2 separate regions of the Bos taurus genome follow, and region 2 is linked to region 1. Evidence: chromatin contacts called from public Hi-C data. All regions are on one chromosome and are shown on one strand. Each heading gives the region's core, a stretch centred on a gene start, on an enhancer-like site or on the middle of the called end of the contact. The rest is flanking DNA. Distances are from core to core; before and after follow the strand shown. Region 1 holds the start of TIPARP (TCDD inducible poly(ADP-ribose) polymerase). Region 2 holds the start of SSR3 (signal sequence receptor subunit 3).

Region 1 (3,544 bases), core at 773-3,272:
CAGGGATCTAATCTATGTCCCCTGTATTGCTGCTGCTGCTAAGTCGCTTCAGTTGTGCCCAACTCTGTGCGACCCCATAGATGGCAGTCCACCAGGCTCCTCTGTCCCTGGGATTCTCCAGGCAAGAATACTGGAGTGGGTTGCCATTTCCTTCTCCGTCCCCTGCATTGGCAGGCAGATTTTAAACCCCTGGACTAACTGGGAAGTCCTTCAGTACAATCTTTAAAGCTTGGAAATTCTTGTCTTTTACTTAGTAGTTTCTGAATTCTGTCCATAACATTCTCACCTTAAAGACCCTGGGGGAGCATATTGTTGTCACTGTGTCGTGTCTGACTCTTTATGACCCCATGGACTATAGCCTGCCAGGCTCCTCTGTCCATGGGACTTCCCAGGCAAGAATACTGGAGTGGGTTGCCATTTCCTTCTCCAGGAGATCTTCCTTACCCAGGGATTGAACTCGTGTCTCCTATATTGGCAGGCAGATTCTTTGCCACTGAGCCACCTAGTAAACCCAGGGTGCTAGGGGAGATACTACCCTTAATCTCTTCTTTGCTGGTGTGTCACTCAGTTTGGTTTATAACAATTTAAGTAAGGCTTGGAATTGTAGTATTTATTATTATCCCTTCTTATTTTTTAACAAACTTGATAAGGTTATATTAATACTGACTTTTTCAGCCCATAATGGCTCCAAGCTATGGAATTAAGTCACTTTAGATTTCAGGTCACAGGAGAGCAACTCTTTGGGAACTGTGTTCTTTTTCTACCACCTGATGGGGATACAGTCATGATTAATTTCCCTTGATTTTGACCAGGGCCTACTTTCTCCATAGTGAAGTGAAAGTCGCTCAGTCGTGTCCAACTCTTTGCGACCCCATGGACTATATAGTCCATGGAATTCTCCAGGCCAGAATACTGGAGTGGGTAGCCTTTCCCTTCTCCAGGGGATCTTCCCAACCCAGGGATCGAACCCAGGTCTCCCGCATTGTAGGCGGATTCTTTACCAGCTGAGCCACAAGGGAAGCCCAACTTTTTCCATATATAGTGATTATATAAATAGTGCTTCTTCCTCCACCGCTAAAGAAATATTCAATAGGTTGATTCACCATCCAGGATGTTTTACAATCCAGAAAATATGGCAAATTCGGGATATATGGCAAATATTTGAGAGGCGAGCACATGGTGCTACGAAAGCTCCATGAGGACAGAGAAGGTGTCTGGGCTGATCAGGACAGTAGTCTAAACCTCCACTTCGCCCTCAGCATGCAATCCGCACTCGAAAAAATATTTGTTGAATGAAAAGACAAGTCATCATGGTGTTTGTATCCTTTAAAACACACACCTCAACACCCCAAAAGTAAGTTTCCCTTCTGCAATGCTGCGAATGTTTCCCGTGAAACAGGAATGCCTGCAACCAGGTCGGGCAAGCGCTGGCCCCGGTGCGGTGCGGTGCGCGCCCGCCCGTCCGGAACGGGGCGGGCGACCCCGTCTGGCCGCAGAAGCCATAGCAGCCGATCACCTCATCTCGGGGTCGGCGGCTTCAGCGGCAGGAGGCCTCTGGTGAGGAGGCAAATAAACAAAGCCAACCGCACAAAAACGGGTTGTTCTGTTTCACATCCTCCCTCGGGTTTCCTCCGAACAAAGTGACCCTCCATCTGTCCGCAGGCAGGTGGAGCTCGCCCCACCCCCGCGGCGCGCACCTCCCCTCCTCACAGCTGCTCGACCCTAGATGCATGTAGACGCGGACCCTCCAGGACAGAGCAGGCGGCGAAAGGACACGCCTCCTCCAGGGAGCACGCGGCCCCGCACGCACACCTCTCGCGCGCCTCCTCGCGAGTGAGCGCGCACGCGCACGTGGGGCGGGCCGCCTTCCCGGCACCCACTGAGCTCCCAGTCCCCTCACCCCACCCCACCCCACCCCGCTGCTGCTCAGGCTCCGCCTCCGCGCCGGGGCTGCTGAGAGGAGGCGACCGGAAGCCACTTTAAAGCAGAGCTCGAGGTGACAGGCGAGCGAGCTGCTTCGGGAGTGCAGTCGCGGCTTTCTGCGCTCCCCGCGGCAGAATGGCCCGAGTGCCGCTCGCCGCTTCTCCAGCCTATGACCCCTAGACGCCGGAGCCCACCCTCCGCGCCCACCCCCTGGCGCGGACCCTGCCTGCGAACCGGCGTCGCCCGGCTCAGCTCCTGTGGTTAGTTCTCTCAGACAACCCGTTTCAGGTAAAGGACTCGGTTCTGAGGGGCCGACGAGGGACCCTCGCTGGGATGGTGGTCACGGAAGGGGGTGCCGGCCTTGCTGCCTGCTTTCACAGATCTGGGGTGATTGGTGTTTAGACTACCTTTTTGTACCGAATTCACTTGGATCCAGTCAATATCAGGATGGCATTGATTTACACTTTTAGTCACTTCGGGTCTCTAGCAGGTGTATAAATTGGAGTAAGACACTGGGTTTAGTCGAGGGCGCCGGCGGCTCCCCATTTCCCACTGTGTAAGGGAGGCTCGGGGGCGCGTCTATGCGGTCGTTCCTGCCGGGCAGACCCCTGGCGTTCTGAGGCGCACATCGCGGGGGAGAGCACGGCTGCTGAGGGGAGCCTTCCGGCAGACCCGCGTTACGGCTGCAGCCCAGAAGTTTGCAAGCTGTTTTCAGATTAACTTTAAAGTCCTCGCTTTCCTCCCCGCCAGCCCGAGAAACGCCCTTTGCGTTTCCTCCGCTCTGCTCAGGTCGGTCCTCCGAGCCTCGCAGGACAATCTTCTCGGGAAGGTCGGTCAAGGAAAGAAAGAAATTGAGGCGCCGCGAGTGGCTTCTGGAAAGGGGAGGGCAGCCGGGGCGGGGGGTCGCTGGGGGGTGGGAGGAGGCTGGCCCGGGGGTATAGGAGCAGGAGTGGGTGGGATCCTCGGGAACACCAGAGATCTGGCCGCGAATCGGCGTCGCCGGGCACAGTTCGTGCGGTCCCGGGCGCCGAGCTGCGCAAACCGCCGCGGCCGGCAGGAGGCGTCCCTCGGACCCCCGGCCGAGATCCGAGCCCAGACGGAGTCATGAGTCGGGAGCGGGGCGGTTTCCCCGACGGTGGTGGGGTGCAGAATGCCTGAGAACTGGGCCATCACCCGGGGGTATCGTGAGGTGAATGGTGAAGCTGTAGGTCGCTGGCAGAGGGACTGGAGGAAGTGTCCTTCCAATCTTTTTTTTTTTTTCTGTTATGCAAACTAATTGAGGAACTAGGTTCTAGTGACTTCCTCACTCCAGCCACTCCTCCAGTTCTCTGCCTCTTTCTCGGTTTTATTTCTGAGTTTGACAGAGGGCAAAAATAGGAAAAGTTGTGGCGTGTGTGTGCCCTCGTATAAATAAACTGGGTTTCGTGTCTGTTTTGCCTTGACTGGGTGTGATAGGAGTGGTTATTGTGTGTGTGTGTGTGTGTGTGTGTGTGTGTGTGTGTGTGCGCGTGGGGGGAAGGCACAGGCCAGTTTGGTGTGGAGAGGGAATACCACAATCTGTGCCAATTGTGCCTTAAGGCAAGAGCACCAAATGATGAATAATAACGCCTGGCTTGGCTGC
Region 2 (3,544 bases), core at 395-2,894, 140 kb before region 1:
ACATACACATATCTCCCCCCAAATACACATAAAAATATATCTCAAATTAATGCTTACCAAAACTCACGCACACAAATAGTCTTTCAGAAGACACCCTACTATATAAAAATGCAACAATATTTACTTTCACTTGAGAAATATACTTACTTGTGCTTGAGAACAAATTTCACATTTTTGTAAGCAAAGGCTACCAAGTAAGTGCTTACTAGGGTCATCACACTATACAGAACAGCAGACTGAATAAGATCCATATGCCATATTCGCCAATATAACCCTGAATTAAGATAAAAGGGGTGGGGGAATACAAAAAGAAACAAAACATTACCACCCAGTTACAAAAACCTGCTGAGTTATTAATAATTATAGCTAAACCTGGTAAAATACAGCCCGGATTAGGGAATCCAATACAGTGTAAGAAGAACTAAGTGTGATATCCAGGAAAAAGTTAAGTCTCAACTGTTTCTGGTTCAGAATACTTGAAAAACATAACCTTCCTATAACTAGTCCATGATGAGATTTCTGCTGCTTCTAGAATGAGAACTCTGGCTCAAAAAAATCACGATTGAGACTTCAAATTTCATTCTTCAGGGTACTATTACATTAACTACAAGTCATTCCGAGACTCCACGTGTAGTCCCAAACCAGAGTTCACACGCTGACGTGGCTGTTATCTGAAATCAAGGCAATGCACAGTGCGGTCACTGAACCATGTTAATTGCACGCTGGGTTTTATGAAGTCGGGAGAGAAAATACATCTGGATTTGTCCAACAACACTGCAAAAATGTAGGAGAGAGGCAATTGACATTTGGGATCCCTAAACTCTAAAAACAACCTTGGCCAAGGCTGTAAAGTTTTTTCCATTCAAGTAAGAATTCTAGAATTGTCCTAACAGAATTATTAAAAAGTTTAAACACAGTAGAGCTTGGGGCCTTGGCAATGGTTCAACTTCTTTCGGAAAATAACCGGTTCTGTGTGAACCGGTTCTAAAGCTATATTTACAATTCAGTGCGAGTTGTTACAATTCTAACCTAATTTATGAGTTTCTCCAAAGTAAGTAAAAAGTTTAAGATCTCGTAACAGCAAAAGATAGTTATACGGGGCGAGGGGGTGGGGAAAGAACAGGCGATATGCCTGTTAGCATCACAAGATCTTAACCCGGGTGTTGGTTCAAAAACAGATTTGAGGCCGCCATCCCAGAACCAGTAACTCACAATCCGCAGACCTGAGGCCTGGGAATGAGCTAGCCTACTTTTACAACGTGCTACAATGACTTTCCTGGGATGCCACCCACCACGATTCCGGACAGATCACGGAGGCCCACAGAGGCTGCGTGCAGCCCCTGAGTCCAGGAGGAGCTGGGGGACAGCGCGGGTTCCGGCGCACGCCTAGCCCTCTGCACGGCCCTGCCACGTCCCCGCCCAGCCCAGCCCAGCCCAGCCCAGCCCGTCTCGCTCCAAGCGCTCACAGATGGGGATGGCGGACACAATGAAGGCGTTCCCGAAGAAAAGCGCCGAGGACTTGGCCGAGAGGTTGCGGCTGAAATCCTGCAGGAGCAGGTCCTCCTCGGACTGCTGCTTGGGGCCTCCTTTGGGAGCCATGGTGGAATCGGAGCCGCGGGACGCGCGCGGAACCTCGCGCAAAGCGGGGAAGAAGCCACTGTTACCGCCTCTACAGCCACCGTATCCGCTAACGACCAGTCAGCGCAGCGCGAGGAGGCGGGACCCGGCCTGGGCTTGGAACAAACATCCGCAGGATTGGCCAGTCTGGCGCCACTTTGTAGGTTTCTCCGGCGTGATTAGGCAAGCGGGCCAGACTTCCGGATTCCTAGCCGGCCACGTGATTCGTCACTTTCTAGGAGGAGGCCGGGACTTGTAGTTCAGTGGGCGATTGTAACAAAACTTTATTAACATTTATTTCAAAGATGCTGATAGACTCCTGCTTTCCAAACCCTGAAAATTCCAAAACATGAAGCTCTTCGTCTTATGGTCATTCATTCATGGAGAGTATGGTTTAACTGGCTCTGTGGGTACCCAGAAGCAGAAGATATTAAGAGATGACAAGAATAAAAAGAACTATGCAAAAGAGCTCTTAATGACCCAGATAACCACGATGGTGTGATCACTAACCTAGAGCCAGACATGCTGGAGTGCGAAGTCAAGTGGGCCTTAGGAAGCATCACTACCACTACTACAAAGCTAGTCGAGGTGATGGAATTCCAGCTGAGCTATTTCAAAGCCTAAAAGATGATGTTGTTAAATAAAGTGCCACACTGGAAATGCCAGGAAATTTGGAAAACTCAGCTGTGGCCACAGAATTGGAAAAGGTCAGTTTTCACTCCAATCCCAAAGAAAGACAATGCCAAAGAATGTTCAAACTACCACACGATTGCGCTTATTTCACATGCTAGCAAAGTAATGCTCAAAATTCTCCAAGCTAGGTTTAAACAGTACCTGAATGGAGAACTTCCAGATTTTCAAGTGGGATTTAGAAAAGGCAGAGGAACCAGAGATCAAATTGCCAACATCCGTTGGCTCATAGAAAAAGCAAGAAAATTTCAGAAAAACATCAACTACTTCTTCGTTGACTTTACTAAAGCCTTTGACTATGTTCAGTTCAGTTCCGTCATTCATCATTTTCGACTCTTTCTAAACCCCTGGACTGCAGTACACCAGGCTTTGCTGTCCATCACCAACTCCTGGAGCTTATTCAAACTCATGTCCACTGAGTCGGTGCTGCCATTCAATCATCTCATCCTCTGTCATCCCCTTCTCCTCCCACCTTCAATCTTTCCCAGCATCAGGGTCTTTTCTAGTGAGTCTGCTCTTCCATTCAGGTGGCGAAAGTATTGGAGTTTCAGCTTCAGCATCAGTCCTTCCAATGAATATTCAGGCCTGATTTCCTTCAGAATGAAATGGTTGGATCTCCTTGCTGTCCAAGGGACTCTCAAGAGTCTTCTCCAACATCACACTTCAAAAGCATCAATTCTTCAATGCTCAGGTATACATGACTACTGGAAACACCAAAGCTTTGACTAGATGGACCTTTGTTGGAAAAGTAATGTCTCTGCTTTTTAATATGCTGTCTAGGTTGGTCATAGCTTTTCTTTCTTTTTTTTTTTTTTTTCATAGCTTTTCTTCCAAGGAGCAAGTGTCTTTTAATTTCATGGCTGCAGTCACCATCTGCAGTGATTTTGGAGCACAGAAAAATAAATTCTGTCACTGTTTCCATTGTTTCCCCATCTATTTACAAAAAGTGATGGGACCAGATGGCATGATCTTAATTTTTTGAATGTTGAGTTTTAAGCAAACTTTTTCACCCTCCTCTTTCACTTTCATCAAGAAGCTCTTTAGTTCTTCTTCGCTTTCTGCCATAAGGGTGGTGTCATCTGCATATCTGAGGTTATTGATATTTCTCCCGGCAATCTTGATTCCAGCTCATCCTTCATCCAGTCCACCGTTTCTCATGATGTACTCTGCCTATAAGTTAAATAAGCAGAGTGACAATATACACCCTTGATGTTCTCCTTTCCTGATTTGGAACCAG

What was found. Hi-C and Micro-C count contacts between places; a contact is called where the count stands out from the background.
Region 2: a contact with region 1 is called in a Hi-C map of liver, with 4 times the contacts expected there. The contact joins the promoter of SSR3 here to the promoter of TIPARP in region 1. A contact is called at or near these places in 4 of 11 Hi-C or Micro-C datasets (blastocyst, liver, skin fibroblasts and 1 more).

The regions. Positions count from the first base shown.
Region 1 is chr1:110,954,369-110,957,912 of ARS-UCD2.0, reverse strand. It overlaps TIPARP (TCDD inducible poly(ADP-ribose) polymerase), which reads left to right and starts at 2,022. Exons shown (of 6, transcript NM_001206048.1): 1 at 2,022-2,211.
Region 2 is chr1:111,093,901-111,097,444 of ARS-UCD2.0, reverse strand. SSR3 (signal sequence receptor subunit 3) reads right to left here and starts at 1,644. Exons shown (of 5, transcript NM_001077044.2): 1 at 1,467-1,644; 2 at 148-274. The coding sequence starts at 1,599.